Regions from separate parts of the Mus musculus genome. Here region 1 is linked to region 2. Evidence: chromatin contacts called from public Hi-C data. All regions are on one chromosome and are shown on one strand. Each heading gives the region's core, a stretch centred on a gene start, on an enhancer-like site or on the middle of the called end of the contact. The rest is flanking DNA. Distances are from core to core; before and after follow the strand shown. Region 1 has its middle 8.8 kb from the start of Gm4861. Region 2 overlaps Bank1 (B cell scaffold protein with ankyrin repeats 1).

The links. A called contact is a pair of places that touch in the nucleus more often than the background predicts.
Region 1: a contact with region 2 is called in a Hi-C map of uterus, with 11 times the contacts expected there. The contact joins two enhancer-like sites. A contact is called at or near these places in 3 of 39 promoter capture datasets (the 3T3-L1 cell line, the SN4741 cell line and hippocampal neurons) and 1 of 484 Hi-C or Micro-C datasets (uterus).

Annotation. Positions count from the first base shown.
Region 1 is chr3:137,559,796-137,563,194 of GRCm38.p6, reverse strand. No RefSeq gene overlaps it. Among named protein-coding and RNA genes, the nearest start is that of Gm4861, 8.8 kb to the right of the region's middle. Within about 2 kb of position 1,869, at least 41 of the 459 cell types and tissues checked have an H3K27ac peak or open chromatin away from gene starts, as enhancers often do. A contact at or near this core is called in uterus, where this site is marked.
Region 2 is chr3:136,082,541-136,085,654 of GRCm38.p6, reverse strand. Bank1 (B cell scaffold protein with ankyrin repeats 1) reads left to right here. Exons shown (of 17, transcript NM_001033350.3): 11 at 2,417-2,485. Among named protein-coding and RNA genes, the nearest start is that of Gm31243, 180 kb to the right of the region's middle. Within about 2 kb of position 1,419, at least 10 of the 459 cell types and tissues checked have an H3K27ac peak or open chromatin away from gene starts, as enhancers often do. A contact at or near this core is called in uterus, where this site is marked.

The DNA.
Region 1 (3,399 bases), core at 620-3,119, 1.5 Mb before region 2:
TCTGAGAGAGTTTTGTGGGGTTTATGGTGTAATGTGCAAAGGTTGAACATCTCCTTTAACACACTGTCTTGAAGTCCGTATGCCCCAGTGCTCTGAGAAATGTTATAGGGGACGAAACACTGACTGGTTTTCTTTGATGGTCTTTTGCTGCAAAGCATTGGCTTCCCTCACTTTAATCAAACCCTCTTTCTTCTGCAAAGTGTCTCAGCTCTGAAGATGCAGCAAACTACTTTATGAAGAAGGATTCTATGTAGCAAATCTTACAGATGAGTGAGTGAGAAAGTACACAAAAAGGAAAAGAAGCAAGAAGAAAGTGCGCATGTCTGGTTGGTGACCCTCTTGAAGTTGTGAGTCAGGGAAAAAAAAAAACTAAGAAAAAGAAAGAATGACAATCTGCTATGTTTTGACCCTAAATTATAGATATACCTATGTGTTGTTATGATCCTTTATCATATCAAATATTCAAATCACAACTTCCGGTGGACCTTACAAACTAATTATTTCTGGTGGGCCAGAACCAGCTGGTGGCTGGTCAGTAAATATGTATGTCAGAATACAGATTTACTGACTAAATGCATGCATGCATGGGCATCTTTGTATGTACTCTTTCAGTCATTAAAAATACTCAAGAACTGATCCAGAACCCTGACCAGCACAGGTACTCATTTCTAAGTTTGGGGCTAACCTTTAATTTATTTTATTGAATGCTGGTGGGGGGATGCTTTGCTTGTGCAATTTTAGTTGCACATAATACAATATCAATCTTTTTTATGTTTGCAAGATTAAAACTTTTTTTCCTATCTGGTTAATTATCTCCTTAGAATTTAGTAAGCTTGGCAGAGGCTGCCCTTTGGGGCTCATTAAGCCAAATTTCCACTTCAGGATTAGAAATGCAGCAAGAGGAGAGGACAGATGCATTCAGAGTCTGAGCTGGGAGCCCGCTTTGCTGAGAGTGCTTTGGATGCTCTGACACTGTAAGGAGAGAGCTGCCTTTGCACTGGGGCAAGCAGGGATCTGGAGTATTGGCACTAGCTATGTGGTGCAGAAGAGAGCCACCTACGATGCCTGGGATCCAGGCCTCAGGGCATTGGATTTCTGAGGGATGAAGAGCAGAGTCAGAAAGCTTAATGTTCTGAGCAGGCTGTCCCCAGCTTTGCTGGAGAAAGGGGCTCAGTTACAATTCCCTCTGGGTTGAAATCTGAGTTTTGATGGAACGCAAACTCTGTGCTGCTGTGTTAGTGCTGGGAAATGTTCTAGTCTCTAGGGTATTGGGATCTAAATCTTTCTACCAACTTGAAAGTCTCCCAAGAGTTTATGGAGTTGGAGGAAGAAGAGGAGGAGGAAGAGGAGGAGGAAGAGGAGGGGGAGGAGGAGGAGAAACAGCATACAAAGCCAGGAGGTTATTCTATTTAGACGCGACAATGACTCATGCTAGTTTGAAAATAGAATTTATAGTTTGCTGCCTTATAAAGGGGACTTTAATCTTCTGTGTAATTTTCATAGTTACTATTCTGTGAACTTCTTTGCAAGCAAACAGAATTGTTTTGCACCTGGATACAAAATGCCCCATGTCTTGAGAGCATGGTAACATGCCACTCTCTAATGAAAGGCCAGTTCCACCACAGGGAGGTCCATTTCCTAATCACAAAACAACTGACTTGTCATCCTTTCTTGGTCCCCAAAGACTGGATTTAAAAATGCCTCAGTGACCTGTCATTTTGCAGTTTTCGACTGTGTGGTGTGCAGCCGCCATATGAGGAATTGTCTCATCCTTTAAAACTGTTCTGTTTACTCGGGCTCTCACTGAAAGTGCATCTCCATGGGAATTTATGGAGGCTTCCAGCCCCAGCCTGCTGCCCGCCTCTCAGCTTTGGCTTCTCTGCAGGTTCCTTTTATTGGTTTTTGGCAGGTTGCTGAGGGCATATGTTTTACACTTTGCTGCTCTGATTTGTGAGAATCTGCTGACATCCAAGAAAGTGCTACGAAAACCTGTTGCTCATATCCAAGGATATGTGTTTTATGGCAAATCCACAGAGCTCAAGTTTCTTGACAACACATCTTATTTATGGAGAAACAAATGCAGACAGTATTGTACAGGGCTGTGGTGCCACCCTTCTGAGAAGACCTTTGGCTGTGTGTGTGTGTGTGTGTGTGTATGTGTGTGTGTCTGTGTGTACGCGTGCACATGCACAATGGGGCACAGGTTTTGTTTGTCTCTGTGTCAGGCTTTTGGTGAACATTTCCTCTTTTATGTATTTTGGAGAAAGTTTTCCCATTGCTGCCAGCTGTCATTTGCTAGCATACACCATATGCCAAAAACCATGCACTGACTTTTTACTGGAAGATTGCAAGAGAAATGTTACTGCCTCCTGCTGAAGAGGGGAAAAAAAAAAAACAAAAAAAAACAACTAAGGTTTATTGGAGTTAAGCAACATTTGCAGTGTTTTATGGACCAATGAAACCAAGGTGCAAAACTTGGTATGCTTTGCCTCTGAAGTTAATGCTTTTATTCCCCATAAAAGGCAGGAGATTATTTTTTTTTGTATTTTTAATGCTATTTTAAAATAAATTATTAAACTTGCACAATATCACATAGATCCTGTCATGATTCGACCTCACTTCTTCCCTCTATAGACTCTAGACTAGTCTATTTTCAGTGAGGGGTGACTTTGCTTCTCCAGGGAAGACTTTCCAAGGTCTGGAGCCATTTTTATTGACACGTTGGGTAAATGTAGAGCACATGACACCTATTGGGTAGAGATAGAGGGAGACAGAACTTCTGCTTAGCATTCTGGAACATACACAGCTCCTCCAAAATGCTAGTCCTGCTGGGGCTGAGGTGTTTTGGAGGAAAAAAAGTAATAAAAACAGGAAATAGTCTTGATATTGTACCATAATTTTAGTGATGGTTGGGAGATTGTATTATCTGTTCTAAATACTTTCTGCTATTTCACTTTTACTGGGGTTTTCTACATGGTAGAGTTATCCCTTGGCTGGCAGTTTGTTTTCTTTGATGAAGAAAGTATAGGAGCAGATTAGATCTTCCCAAGATTAGGAAGCCATTGTGTGGTGTTGACATCCTTTCCGTGAGCAGATCATGAGGCTCCAGCCAGAGCTGCCTCCACTTCATCTAAAGACACCATGGAGGACAGAGCCAGCCTACTCAGAAAGCATAGGTGTTATAACAAAAACTGCACTTCTTTTGATATTTGGATGGTTTATCACTGCAGCATAGTTTACACGATTGTTATTTCAAAAGATAAGGTTAAGGTTCAATTGTAGTGCAAGAGAACCTGGAAGGAAAGATTTGAGTCAGGGTACACCAGTCAGAAAATACTGGGTTTTAATTTGATGAATTGGAAGTTTGGTGAGGGTGAGAAAGAACATCTAGGAGCAGAG
Region 2 (3,114 bases), core at 170-2,669:
GAACACTGACTGGGTAAAATGCATTTGAAACAGTGCTTACCAAGAATCCAGCATATAGATAGAGTCAGCATTGTCGATACATTTGAAAAATCATTCTGCTCTGTGACTCAACTTTCTACTTTTTCTATTAGTCCACGCCCTCTGACTACAAATAGTAGGTCTTTCCTCGTGGCTATGTGGGATGTGAAAAATGCTTCTGAACTTTAAACACATTGAGAAGACTATTTGCTAAGTCTAAATTTCTGCCAAGATGTGAAACTTATCAGTAAGCTCAGGGGGAAGGAAAGGCACATGGGTGCAGTGGGGGTGAGGTAAGGAATTCTAAGTCAGATTAGACATTACTAGGACTTAGCATTGCAATCTATTTCCTACCTCCACCTACATCTCTGTTATCAGCATCTCCTCACACCACCACCAATCCTAGTAGTTGGCCAGCTCTCGACTCCAGATTGACCCTGGTTCAACTCTAGAGAAATAACACTAATGCCTAGTAACTGAAGGTCAAGATCAGCATTAACTGTTCATCACATGGCCAAACATTTGTTGCCAGCAGAAAGTATTTCAAAACAGTATCCAGGGTAAATTGGATTTACAGCAAACTTCACACCAAGAAAGCTGGGAAGAGAAGTCTACTTTGCAAATGTTCTGCAGTGTCAAACCTCAGCAGAATCCACAAACTTTTAAGTAACCTGCTGTTTAATTGGAGACATGACTGTTTGCATTAGCCTTTGAGTTCAAGTCATTTCCCATATTAACGATGCCAGGTTACAGTGTTTCAGTCTTAGGCACTCTCCATTACATCTAAACAATATTAGCAAAAACATGGGCTGCCTGTCATCACTTTATGCTAGGGCAACTGTAGAACTAACGGAAGAAAACAGCAAATAGGACTTGGGAGGAGGGGGTGGAATCTAATATCCTAAAATATAGTCACATGACAAATACCCCTCATTGTGTTTTATTTAGGAAAAACACAACAAACCCAGGATGTATAAAGAGAACTGATTTTCAACCAGAGATGTTACTTTAGATGTATAGTTTTTCCCAAATGCATCGTATTTGACAGTATATTCACTCCTCCTGGGGACAGAGAGAGGAATAATCTTTCTCTTGACATCATCTAAGACATTAAGTGTTTAATAAATGTTGATTTGATTTGAGACATTTGTTTTTTTTTTAAAGTTGAATGTATGTATTCTTGATTAAGCCCATATATGACCTTGATATTAGTGTTGTTTAAGTAAGAGCAAAACCACAGCAGAACTCCACGATCTCGTCATGGACCTGTTTCCCCAGGTCACAGTGGCCAAGTGCCAGGCAGCTGTCTCCTTTTATAGGAAGATCCTGCTGAGATGCCAGGAACAAGAGCACAGCCTTGCTCCTGTAACTCCTCCCAGCCTCCTCCTCTAACTTTAAAAGGGAATAGTTACTAAGAAGTAGACACTGTCGGGAGGAAGCAAGAGGCTGAAGGCTAAGGCTTAAGGGTCTAAATCATTTCTCTGCTAACAACTCTGGGATCATTTCAAAATTCACGTAGCTCTTTTACAAGCTGGTTACTTCCTCGTCTATAAACATATGAGGCTGGACTAAATCTCCCAGGCCTCTTCGAGTTCCCAAACCCCATAATTCAGACTGCCCATAAAAAAATAAATGTAACTCCGGATGCTCATTTTCCAAAAAGTGAAGTAGTCAAGGACCTGCTCTATTTCATTAACAAATACCCAAAAGTATCCAGAACTTTGTGGGTGCTTAATAAATATTAAACACTGAATTTTACCTTTCATCTGCAAAACAGGGTGAGTAATGCTGACTTAATTCCCAGAATTTCATGTGCGAAATAATAAATGAGAACAAAGCACTTTTCAGATAATGAAGTAATTCAAACAAGCTGCTTTAATAGGTCTGAGGTTGGGGTAGATGACGCAAGAGTAAAGTGCCTCTTTTATTATTACATCTGTGGAACACAACAGGCTTCTCTTTAGTTGCTTATCACCCATAAGCCTGATTTGAGTGAGTAGTCTCTACGCAAATGAACCTTTACCCTCATGTGGGTTTAGCCTTTATCACTTCTAAAAAATGGAGCTTTTTATCTTCATCTGATATCAAGAAGGAATCGGCTTAGGAATGCATCCCATCAACATTAACAGACTCTGCCCAAAGAAAATGCTTTCCAAAATTACCGATAAACTGCACACATGAGAAAATTACAAATTTTATAATCTTTATACTCAAAAATGAATACAGTTCAGATAATATTACTAAGAAAAACCTTGTACTTGGAAATGAATATAGTTCAGATACTGTTATTAAGGAAAATGATACTTTGCACTCTGTCTTCATGGAGGCACCCATGGTATATTTCATATTCTTAAATGCCTTTGCCTAATAAACTTTTATGTTCTATGTTTTTTTACAGTGTTCCAACAAAAGGCAGCCCGAAGACAATCTGATGGTGATAAGTTCTACAGTCTACCTAAGAAACCCGGTATTGATTAACTTCAACTTAGTTAACCACTAAGATTAGTTAAGATTTAAAGAAATCGTGGGGATCTGCAGGAGGCCTCGCAGGTCAGATACAAACAACTGAGTTTGATTGATTTAACTTTGAAGTTTGTATCTTATCCCAAAACAACTATGCCACAGTAAAATCAATTATTTTCATTAACAAGAACAGGAAAGGCCCCTCATCATATTGCCTGTGGGGATGTTGTTCTCATGGCACCAGGAAGGACAAATAAGACAAATTCCATAACTTGTATCAGAGGCCCCTTTTATAGATCTGTAAATGAGACTAGCTTGGGTGTTTCTTTAGTCAGCTGTAGACGCCAATCAAAGGTAGAACCATTTTCCTAGTGTGTTCTTGCTTTCAGCATTTGATGAAATACCTTAGGAACCATCATTTATCATGCGGAGTAGAGCTGAAGACCACTATAGTCACACCAACATGCCAAACCAGTGGAATCATTTTGACTTCTAGTATTCATTTGGACATTTGTCTTTTTCAAGAATAGACTCTATAGCCTAAATAGACCAAATAACCTAATATGCACTAACAATAGCCTAAATGTACTAAATAGCCTGTTAATAGCCTATTAATAGGCAATTTAGTACAAC